Regions from separate parts of the Rattus norvegicus genome. Here region 2 is linked to region 1. A link is a contact called in public Hi-C data. All regions are on one chromosome and are shown on one strand. Each heading gives the region's core, a stretch centred on a gene start, on an enhancer-like site or on the middle of the called end of the contact. The rest is flanking DNA. Distances are from core to core; before and after follow the strand shown. Region 1 has its middle 34 kb from the start of Tpra1. Region 2 overlaps Chchd6 (coiled-coil-helix-coiled-coil-helix domain containing 6).

Region 1 (5,620 bases), core at 1,834-4,333:
TTGAGAACCCCATTTTTGCCTTTTTGGAACCTGCAGTTTCCACAGAGTCCTCTCTCAGCACTCCTAGTCTCTAAGAGCCTCAGTGAGATTACCCTGTCATGAAGGGCACTTGAGTCTCGACCAAACCAATGCTACCATGCAGCTCTACACTCCCATAGGATAAGGCATGGTAGGGTTTACACTAGGGGTCCTGTGGCAGGGCCAGACTAGGGGGTCAAAGCAGTTGTGGTATACCTGTCCATCTAGGTCTCTCTTGCCTGCCTGCCTGCCTGCCTGCCTGCCTACCTGCCTGCCTGCCTGCCTGCCTGCCCACCCACTTGTCTGCTTGATGTTCCCAGTTCCAGGGCCTGAACACAGCTGAATGCCACTGTCGTCCCTAAGTGTTGTCCCTAAGTACAAGCAACCATATTCCACAGACATGGCGCCTGAGACCCAGTGTGGTACAGGGTGTCGGGGGTTCCTGGCTCATGGACTATGTTTCTCCTCTACTGCTCTGGGGCTTCTCTCCTTAGCATGCCCTCCTCCCCCACCCACTGTAATCTGCCTCCACCCCTTACCATTGCTCACGCACCTGGGAAACCTGTCTCTCTGTGGCACATCCTCTCCAAGTGTCCTCTTTCCTCAGCCACTCCAGTGTGGTGTGACTCCCCCACCACACACTCCCGCGGCTCAGCCAGTCTGAAACACACAATTTAGCACTTAATTACACACTCTGCTCACTAATTATTTTGTGTCTTCTCTCTTTAGCTCGCCTGAGTTCCTCAGGCTCTGTTCTGTGGCTGGCTTGGCTCTGGTCTCACTCTCTTTGCAGGGTTCTTGCTTACCAGGCCAGGGGCTACTCTGGTCTTCGTTTAGAGCATAGGTGTCTACACCTATAGGCCACAGGGTGGCTAGGATGAAGACGGTCCCTGTACTAATGTGTTACCAAATTCTACCCTGCCTAGGGGACAGTGATGACTGTCCTTCTCATGCCATGCTACTGTGACAGGATTCTCTGGCGCTCTTTAAACTCTGACCACACCCTCATCCCTCCTGATCTCTCTTGCCTCAAAGCTCACACACAGCCTTTAGATTCCTGGCCTTTAGATTCAACATCCAAAACATACTCAGAATCAAATCGCCCATACTCCAGACTTTCTACCTGTGGTTGTCACCTCAAACACAGGCCACAGCATCACTTCCTCTTGGGTCGCCACTCCCCTCCCACTATGTTCCACCTGGTCGACTTCCTCTTAGCTCCTTAGGACAAACAACAGTTTATCTTTTCTTACAAGGCCTGCATGGCTGGCCCCACAGCCATCCCAACCTCTGCATTCTGCTGGGGTCTCCAGCTTCCCACCCATGCTGGCTGGAATAAGTTGCCAGTTGCTCTCAAGTCCTAAATCGAACCCATGTCCCAGGTGCCTGTGGGTCAGTGTCCCTGGCCCCTATCATTCAAGTCTACATAAATGACAGCTCCTTAGAGAAGCTGGTCTTCTGAGAAGGAAATAAACAGAGTCATAAAGAAAAGGGGGAGAGAGACAGATTGCAGAACTGGCCCCCAGGCATGCAGAGGTCAAGCACCTTAGAGCTGGCTGGGCAGCTGGAGAGAGGTGCCTTGCCATTCAAATCTGAGAGCATCCTGAAGTCTTCCTTCCTGCAGGAGAGGTCAGTCTCTCTTCTGGCCTTGGTGGATCAAGTGAGACTGACTGCAGTAGATGGTGATCTGATGTCCTCAAAGTCCATTGATTCCTCAAAGTCCATTGACTTAAATATGAACCTTGTCCAGAAAACACCCTTGTAGGAACATCTAGGACTGACTTTTGACCTCAGTTTAAGCTGGCTAACTTGACTCTGAGTTAACCACCACGGAAGTCGTAATTACATAGCACCTATGAGAGTTTCTCAGGAGCCCAGGATCAGATAAGTAGGGCCAGCACTCCAGCTATAGAGAGCTGCCTGGATGAGACACACCTCTCCTACAAGGGACAGCTCTGCAGGGGAATCCAGCTCCCAAGCTGTGATTGGTCAGCTGGGGCTGGAGGGCAGCTGATCAGGGTGCACTGTCTCATTCCAGTCCTGTCTCCTTCCTGCTTCCACCACCCCATGAACGCCCCCCTCTTCCAGCCTGCTATGGGACCCAGCCACTTCTAGTGTCCCTTTATGCCTGGCCACAATCTGCTAGTTTAGTGGACTCTGCACTATGAGTCTCTTGGGATGTGAACTCCGCAGGGATAGGGCTGTATTCTTGCCTGGACACGAGGGGAGGGTGAGCAAACTGGCAGGTGTTTGCTCATCTCTGAGACATTTCAGGGAAGCTGGGCCTTCAGTGGAATGATCGGGGTCTCAGGACTAGAGTTCCCAGGTCTGGGCTCAGGGAAAAAGAGGGGCCCAGGGGATGTCAGAGTGGAATGTCAAATCAGAGCAGGATATTAGCCAAATTGGTGAAGGCTGGGGGTATATAGAGGAGTGGGATGAAGGCCTGAGGCAGAGGGAGTTACCTCCCCATTCCCTGTGGATGACATAAGCTGCATCTGAGGTCAGAACCTCAAGAAGATGGTTTGCTCCAAAAGATGTGGCAGATGAGAAACAGAGTCTCTCCTGTGGCTTACTGCACCGCATGAAGTGTCAGGTGGGGAACTGAGGCCAGGAGACCAAGTTGTGGGCTGGATTAATACTGCAATGGTGGTAGCCACAGGGGAGATCCAGGGTCAGAAGGAAGGAGGGTCTTCATGTGAATCTGGGTATAGACACAGGGCCAGGAGAACTCTGCAGAAAGAGGCATTTCCTAAAATGGGCCAGAACTTGTTCCAACTCCCAGGATCCATTGCAATGGCCTCCTGTGTCTGTCAAGGGTTGACTTCAGATTTGGATCTGGGCCAACCTTCCTGATTTCCACAAGTTGGACAGAATGCTGCTCAGAGGCGAGGGTCAGATTTTGCCTTCTTTGTGACATCCCTGTGGAAACCTACAGTGGCAAGCTCTAACTCCAGGCCCTGCAAGAAGGTCACGTGTAGCCAGCCACACAACCTGTATCCCAGCCCAGCCCTCAGTGATGCTTGGGACAAAGAAGCTCTAGGTGACTCATCCCTAGTGGCTGCAGTCACCACCAGCTCTCCTACCCCTCTCCCCCAGTTTCAGACCGGTGGAGGCGAGCCACCCTGCTGGGCTCTGTGTGAGGTGCTGTCCCTCAGAACTGAGCTGGGAGGAAACTGTTTAATGCTGGGACATCGGGAGTGGCTCACAGCAGCAGTAACTGTAGTAGAGCCCCTCTCCTGCTGGTCCCCACCTGACCTGGGCCACTGACACTGTTAGCTTGCAGCCAGACCCAGCAGGGAGCTGGTGGACTGGGAGCTCAGGACCAGAGTACCACTTAACCTATCTCTGCCAGAAACTTAGAAGAGCCTGTGCCGTGAGGAAAGGGACTCGGGCTTGGGCTGCATCCAGCCAGTGTCCCCACCTCCCCCAGTCTGTCTCCTTCATTCATTAAACAGGAAGCAGGAGGCTCAGAACGTGCTGATGACTCAAGCACAGAGACACAATGGCAAGCTAGGCCCCTGGCTCCCACCCCTGCTGTGTTAGCTCGAGTGGGAGTGTGTGCACAGCTCTCGGAGCCAACCTCCTGAGGAGGTGGATCTGTGCCCCAGGACAGTCCTTCTGAGGCCTAGCTTTTGCTCTCCAGGGGATAGATGCTCTCAGCCAACTGTCTCCTCCTCTCATAGGGCTCACGGATGCTCATCTGTCTCCTTCCTCTCCTATCCCCGTGGACATCCCCATTCCTGCTCAGCTGCCCTGGCTTGCCTCCTGCCCCGGCCATGGGCACTGCGGGGACCTCAGAGTCTTACGCTGACTACACCAGGCTTTTCAGCCTCTGTGGTCCAGGCCATCCAGACAGGTCTCTGCCTTGTCTCTTGACCCAAGTTTGCTTTAGATTAGTCAGAAGTCAAACTCAACTTGACTGACAGCTGGCAGATACAACCTCAACATAAATTAAGGTCTGCAATGTTCTGGAGTCTAGAACCAAGCCATAGCATCCCTGTCCACTGGTGTTAAGATGCCCTGTTTTCCCACCCTTGCTCTGTTCTCCAGAGAATAAGCCAGGGTCCTTCATCGCCTGTGCCGAGACGCAGTCAGATGAGGCTCTGAGGTCCTCCTTGGTGTCTGTGGGTGGGGCGAGGAGCAAGCTGGGGTAGCTCAGCAGGAATGGTGATGTCCAGGTCTCTGCTGATCTGCCAGGCACTGTTCTTCAGTCTTTCCTTACCCATCACACCTCTGACTTTGAAAGAGGGCTGCCGGATTCTTCAGGGAAGTCCCTGAGTTTGGTGACTTGGTGGTGGTGTCTTGCTTCTGCACCGGAGTTGTGGGCTTTGAGAAACCACTGGGCTGAAGTAGGCTCCTCTTGTGTCCTCTCAGGCATTCATGACACCGTCATTACTCCCCCATCACATAGCAATGTCTATTTATCTACTGTGGACATCCACTAGGGGGAGCTAGGGGAGGGTTTTTTAGGAATTCAACTTCCTGTGTGTGTGTGTGTGTGTGTGTGTGTGTGTGTAAGAGAGAGAACGATTCTTCAGTAATAAGCCTACAACTATTTTGAAAATAGTTTAAAAGCCCAAGATGTTTAACAATTTTTACTGCACTCTCGTCTTCGCTGTAATACAAACTCACTATAATGGTTTGACCTTCCAGAGACCTGCAGTTGCAGCAGCCCTGGGGAAGAAGTGTGCCCAGGGTTTACTTGGACACCAGCCTGCATGCCTCTCACTATTTTGTTTGTCCCACATAGGATATAAAGCAAAGCTGTCCCCTGAGGGAGGGGAGGATCTCCGGGTCCCAGGGACCAAGGAAGCACAGGGCTGATGCAGAATCCCAAGTCTTTCACTAAGCATTTGTCTCCCTTATCTTCAACCCTGTTTCCTGAGCAGGACAACTCTTAAGCCACTTGCTCATTTTGTTAGGGTTAGTTTAATTAAATCCAGAGATGATAATCCACAAATCCACTTATGGGCCACGTGAAGGAGGGTGAGCCTGCGAGAGGCCAGCTTGATTCTGTCACGTGTCCCTGTGAAGGGACAGGGCTTCCTGATGAGGGGGTTTGACTTTTGTATGCTCTCGTGTGCCCGTTTGTTTTTCTTTGGGGGAGACACACAATGGGAGTCCTAATATTTTGTTCTCACGCCCTGTGGTAGGTGTAACATTTCTAGCGCATTCTTGTGGTGCACTAGTCATGGCTGGACCTGCATGGAGAGTTGAGAGTCTTGAGCCACCGTGTGCTGTCACACCTGACCAGGTGAAGGTGTCTTGCATATGCTGGGTACTGGTTTGCCTTGGAAGCCTGGTCTGATTACCCAACTATGTCAGTCCCTAACTGGTCCATGGCTCCCACTGTTAGCATTCTGTCTAAGCTCCACTCCCACAGTTACCTGGCAACAGCCAGCCATGCCTGACACTATAAAAGGGGCTGCTTGCCCCCTCCTCACCCTCTTGCTCTCTTGCCCTTGCTCTCTTGCTCTTACCCTCTTTCCCCTTGTCCCTTCTCTCCCCATTCCCCTCCCCCCTTCTCTCCACGTGCTCATGGCCGGCCTCTACTCCTCTACTCTTCTATTTCTCTACTACTCTTTCTCTTTCTCTGCCCTAC
Region 2 (5,620 bases), core at 1,382-3,881, 490 kb after region 1:
AGGGTGCTAATAGAGGAGGTAGAGGTGGGATGCCGATCCTGAATGCCTGTTGAGACAGGTCATGGCTTGAATACAAACTGTTCTCCACACACTACTTGCTTTAATATTTGGTCCTCGCATGGCAGCACCACTTAGGAAAGTGGTGAAACCTTCAACACAAAGGTTTTAGCTGACACTGACAATAAGAATGGACAGTAAGGGTTATACCCCAGCCCTGCTTCCACTTCATCTCTGCTTTGTGGTTTGCCAAGATGTCAGCAAGTTGTGCCACAACCTCTTACCATTGTGACTTCCTTCCCCACCATAAATGGGTTGGACACTGTGAGCCAGGAGCCATTAATCCTCCCTTAAGTTGCTTATGAAGGGTATTTGCTCACAGCAGTGAGAAACGTATTTAACATGACTAGTCTAAGACAGCATCTAACTCCAGTGACTGGGAGCTCCAGTGACTCCTCACACTACCATGGAAAAGCTAGAGGGCTAGTAGACAGAGACGTGGAAATAAGAGTCCCTGCTTTGTGAGGACAATAGCAGTTAAACTGTTCTGTTCTGTTATCCCTAGCTAGGATCACCAATGGTGGCTTCAGCTGATGCAAGGATACAAGGCAATGGGCTCCATGCAATGTCTTCATTATGTAACCTGTAACCATATCTAATAATGCTGTCCTTGTGAAAATGCAGACTCCCAACCTTCAAGGTCTTGTGTGACGTGGTGAAGTCCGCAAAGCTGTCAGTGGTGTTGAAAACCCAGCACTTGATACTATGCCATGTGCTTCTTAAGGCAAGCAGGTGCAGGGCTATTTTCTCACATTCGGAGAGAGGACACATGGCACAGGTCCCCAGTCCACTGCATCATCTGTCTCTTTGGTGCTCAGGCATTTCTAAACAATGTACTAATCCATTCCCACTCACAGCTTCTGAGAATACATAAATGTGAGGTGCTGTGATCAAAACAAGGCACCAGTGGAACAGGAGGCAGGCAACTGCTCTAGCTCCCAGTCTGGTACTGAGGTAAAAGACTTCTGGCTTCAAATTTTTTTCAGATGTCTCCTTTGCTCAGTGGGTAACACATGTTCTCACTTGCTCTGGAGGCAGTTCCTGTCCTTGGGGCTGATGTCCCCATTTGCCACTGTTTTAATTTCAGATCACTATGCTGTATCCCCACCACTCTGGCCTCTCTCAAGGCTTCTCTCTGGGAGTCCTTGTCACTTGTTTCATCTCTACAAAAGTGCCCTGCTCTGCATCTCGGTGGCATCTCTGGGCTGTGACACAGGATAGGCCTCCTGTACTCAGCAGAGGTGTCTAATGGACATGCCTGTGCAGCTGTTCTTGCAGCAGCAGCTTTCCCACCATGTGGCCTGAAATCTTCACTCCTAGAGAACCTGTGGCCATTTGTTGGCATGCCTGCCTCTGACTCGGGACTAGCTTCTGCCAGATCCCTCTCCAAAAGGTGACGGGAGGGCTCCTTTCTGATATACTGGTTTTCTACTCCTAACTACCAATATATTTTTTCAAAGGTTTGTTGGTTTGTTTATTATAAGCAAACTGTAGCTGTCTTCAGACACAGCAGAAGAGAGCATCAGATCTCACTTAAGATGGTTGTGAGCAACTATGTGGTTGCTGGAATTTGAACTCAGGAATTCTGAAAGAGCAGTCAGTGCTCTTCACCACTGAGCTATCTCTCCAGCCCAGGCCTTTCCTCCTCACATGCCTACCTCACCCCTATAAAGCCCAGTGTTAGCTTGTCTTCAGAGGGGAACTGACAAGGCTCCCTGGGTGTGGCTCACAAGTCCTGCTACACAGGCTTTCTTGGGTCTATGCTCTCTGCCCCCACGGCATCCGGCCTGCTTCCCACATTCTCTTCCAAGCTGATATAGAGAGGCAGCATGGTGTGGTAGAAGGAGCAGACTCCATCTATCAGCTGCACGGCTTCTGGCAGCTTGCTCAGCCTGTTTCTGAGTTCTTTCATTTGTAGAACACATGTAATATAATCTAGCTTGCAGGGCTGAAGCCAGGATCAGTGATAACTTATGAAAGGGGCCTGGCACATGGTGCAGGTTCACAAAATCAGACTGACTATTGTCTTGTGGGACCCACTCCTCTTGCTTAACACTTCTCACTGGTCATTCTGCCTCATACCCACATGTCTAGAATTAGGCTCATCACTGCCCCAAAAGCAGCAGCTCACATAACTTTCTTTCCCTAAATGGTACCATTATTCTCCAGGGCTTTCAAGCTCAAATCTCTCTCCAGCTTTCAGGCCGTGCAGACTTTAAAACTATCGAAGGCCACATTTTCAGTGAGGTCCCCCAAGATCAGATGCTAATATGTCTATTCAGCATATTACCATGGCCTGTGTGTGGAACACCTCTGCTGAGGAGGCTGGGCCTCCACCTTTTAGGCTGCCATGGCCATCTTGGTCATTCTCCAAACACTACTTCTACTAAACAGTCTTCTTGGCAAAGCTCTCTTCTTCCCCTCCAGAAACCCGAATGCATTTGTTTCCTGTTTATGTGCACATACTTCCCTCTCTTTACTCTGGAAAATATTTACTAAGCCCCTATTATATGCCCAGCACTGCATTCCTGGCCCTAATGATGAATCACCCTTTCTGAATGACACTAATCAGGACTGTGCTCAACAGCTTTTACAGAAAGAAGGGGGAAGCCATAGACACTAGCATGGATTAGTCAACATGGTATGTGTTGTGTGCGCTACAATCTGTGGGAGGGCCCCAGGTCCCAGGAGAAGGGACAAAGCAGCAGAAGGTATCAGGATTCCATGATTGTGGTCTGAGGTTTTCCTGAGCACATGGTTTCTTCTGGAGAATCTGCTGTACCACTAGGTATGTCCACACCTGGTTGTAACAGACCTGGACCTTAGTTTTTCTGAGGTGGCTTTGTCAATGTACTCCCACGGGATTGTCACTAGCAAATGAAAACATTATGAATACACTGATCGACACCCCAAGAAACAAGGATACCCGTGCCTAGGTCAGGTAGGCTTTGTGTGTTAGTAAGAAGGCTAATTAGGACTGTTTGAATCTGCTTACAGCCCTTCTTTATCAGAGGAAAAGGAGGAAGAAAGAGTTCACCGCTCAGGAACAGGGAAGCAGGATGTGTACAGATGTCTGTGCTGGGAACAAGTCAAAGTCCAGGAAGAATACAAACATTTCTAAGTTTTGTGTTTTCTCCAAAATTCAGTCTTGGAGGCTAGTTTACAGGCTTTTTCCTCCATGCAGCTGAAAAGTTTGGGAAAGTAAGATGAGGTTTTACAGAACTGGGAGGTCTTTGTGGCCCAGAAGTTAGAGCATGGGCATCAGTTCTCTCTATTCCAAAGGACTCCACAAGGTGGAGCCACACTTTGCTTATGCCTTACCACCTCCCCACCACACCAGACAACCTGTGGCCCTCCCCAAGCCTCACCACCTCCCCTTCACACCAGATGACCTGTGGCCTCATCACCTCTCTTCTACACCTGAGGCTTCCATGAAACAACAAACTTGAATCGATGTGAAATTAATGAATGGCTATGTACTTAAAATTAAAAAGAGGGACAGGGTGAAAACAACATTAAAGAGAACTTATTACTTATGTCAGTATGCATTCTGATATTTGCTTTGCACAAATAATCACTCACGATAAAATAATGGGCAGATTAGCACCTCACTTCAAGGATAAGAAAATTGAGATCAGAGGCTATAAATGCCATACTCAGCACAAAGTTGTTCCATTACCAAGGCAGAACTAGAGGATGTCTACAGGACCTTAAAGCATACTTGTCCCCTCTTTCAATTCAATGGGTGACCATGGTTAGTTACAGCCAATTGGGCTTTTGCCAGCAAAAGTGGTCAGGTCTGTGGGCTTCTCAGGCATTTCACAGGAGTCTCTGGCAGAAGCAAATGCACTGGTTGAAGAGACACAAGTCACCCTAGCTGATTCCAGGCACCGTGTGGGGATCCTGCCCCAGTTCTTTCATCTCCTAGAAGAATTCACAAAAATGACAGCTGAGTGCATTTCAGCTGGAGCGCAAGCAAGATGGTAAGAGGTCCTCTAAGCATGACTCTGAGGATGCTGAGGGTTTCACCTTCTTGGTGCATGTATCTAACACACAATAAAAATTCTCTTGGTGTATGAGAAATGCTAGTATGAACTAGTCCCAGCCCCCTGCACAATGCCTTGCTTGTGGGACTCCTGGTAGGCATTCATAAAAAGCCTTATGAAGGCCAGAGAGGAGGAGCCTCCATCCCAGAGAGCAGGAGATGGGGACAGATCATCTTCAGTACTGAAACTCACCTCAGCATACCTAGGTTCAAATTCACAGCATACATGTACATACCCATGTCCATGTACTAATCCAAAACTGAAGCACTCACTATGACACCATACAGGATCCCGAGTGGCTACAGGGCAAAACTAGCACCTTGTCCAGGGAAACACTTCCACTGCCTACATCAGTCTTCATTCCCTCCTCACAGACAACACAGATGACTCCATCTTAAAGATGAAGAAAGGGAGACATAGGGAGAAATGGTAACTGCAGAGCAACAGAGACAACCTAGCTTCAGATTCTGACACCCAGGCTCGTCAGCTCAGCTGGATAGATGATTGTCCCCTGTGACTAGGATGCCTACAGTTCTCCCTTAGGTGCATGAGAACATTCCTTTGGTCCATGTACTTAGCAGTTCACTGTTATCCCTGGCAAAATTCAACGCTTTACACTTAGACCTTTCCATGTGGTACAGAGTGTGATTATTTGTAAAGTTTGCTAAATACGACAGCCTCTACTTCCACACTAAAAGGTCATCATGGCAGGACAAAAACAGCAGTATAAAAGCACCACAAAGTCTCCTTTTCCTAGACCATGAGCCTGGACCATACAAGCTTTCTTTTCCTGCCTGTTATAGTGACCAGGGGAGGCCCACAAGGAACTCCAGGACTGGTCCCAAGGATGTCAGGTGGCAGAATTCCAGAATGAGGCCTTCTCCTCCTGGGCAAGAGTCTACTCTCCATGTCATGGAACCAGATAGGGTTCCACTGTCCACATCTTCTCCACTTCCTCTTAGATCAGGCTCTGCTCTCAGTGTCTATACTCAAAGAAACAAAAAAGGGAAAGAAAGGAAAGAGAGAAAGAAACAGGAAGGAGGTGTTGAGCAAGGGGTGAGGAAGGACAGAGAAGGGAGGAACACGATGGTTGGGAGGTCTGGGAGCTGCAAATGGCAAGGTCTAAGAGTGTTCAGAAACAGAAGTCAAATGGAAGAAAAGCAGCAGCTATAAAGAGATTGTCAGAGGCTGTATTTTCCTCTTCTCAACCATTACCAGAATAAACTTATCCATGGAAAGGATCAAAACCCTGTTTCAGAACTAATATAGGTAAGTCTAACTCTTTGGTCTCCCCACAACCCCACTACCTCTGGCCTGATCTCCATCTGCTGTGATGTGGTGTGTTTTCCTCTCCATTATTGCCAGCAAAGCACTACCAGAAAGGAGAGCATACTTTGACAGCTCCTGTCAAAGCAGAGAACTATTCACAAGCATGTAAAATTCTCTGTGTGTGAGGAGTGGGGCTCCCCTTTCTCAGAAGTAGGGAGGAAGAGCATTGGTGGAGGAGCCTGGTGGGA

Evidence for each region. Hi-C and Micro-C count contacts between places; a contact is called where the count stands out from the background.
Region 2: a contact with region 1 is called in a Hi-C map of Schwann cells, with 10 times the contacts expected there. The contact joins two enhancer-like sites. A contact is called at or near these places in 6 of 12 Hi-C or Micro-C datasets (the A7r5 cell line, Schwann cells, frontal cortex and 3 more).

The regions. Positions count from the first base shown.
Region 1 is chr4:122,952,523-122,958,142 of GRCr8, forward strand. No RefSeq gene overlaps it. Among named protein-coding and RNA genes, the nearest start is that of Tpra1, 34 kb to the left of the region's middle. Within about 2 kb of position 3,084, at least 2 of the 93 cell types and tissues checked have an H3K27ac peak or open chromatin away from gene starts, as enhancers often do. A contact at or near this core is called in Schwann cells, where this site is marked.
Region 2 is chr4:123,439,415-123,445,034 of GRCr8, forward strand. All of the region lies in intron 5 of Chchd6 (coiled-coil-helix-coiled-coil-helix domain containing 6), which reads right to left. Among named protein-coding and RNA genes, the nearest start is that of Plxna1, 100 kb to the left of the region's middle. Within about 2 kb of position 2,632, at least 6 of the 93 cell types and tissues checked have an H3K27ac peak or open chromatin away from gene starts, as enhancers often do. A contact at or near this core is called in Schwann cells, where this site is marked.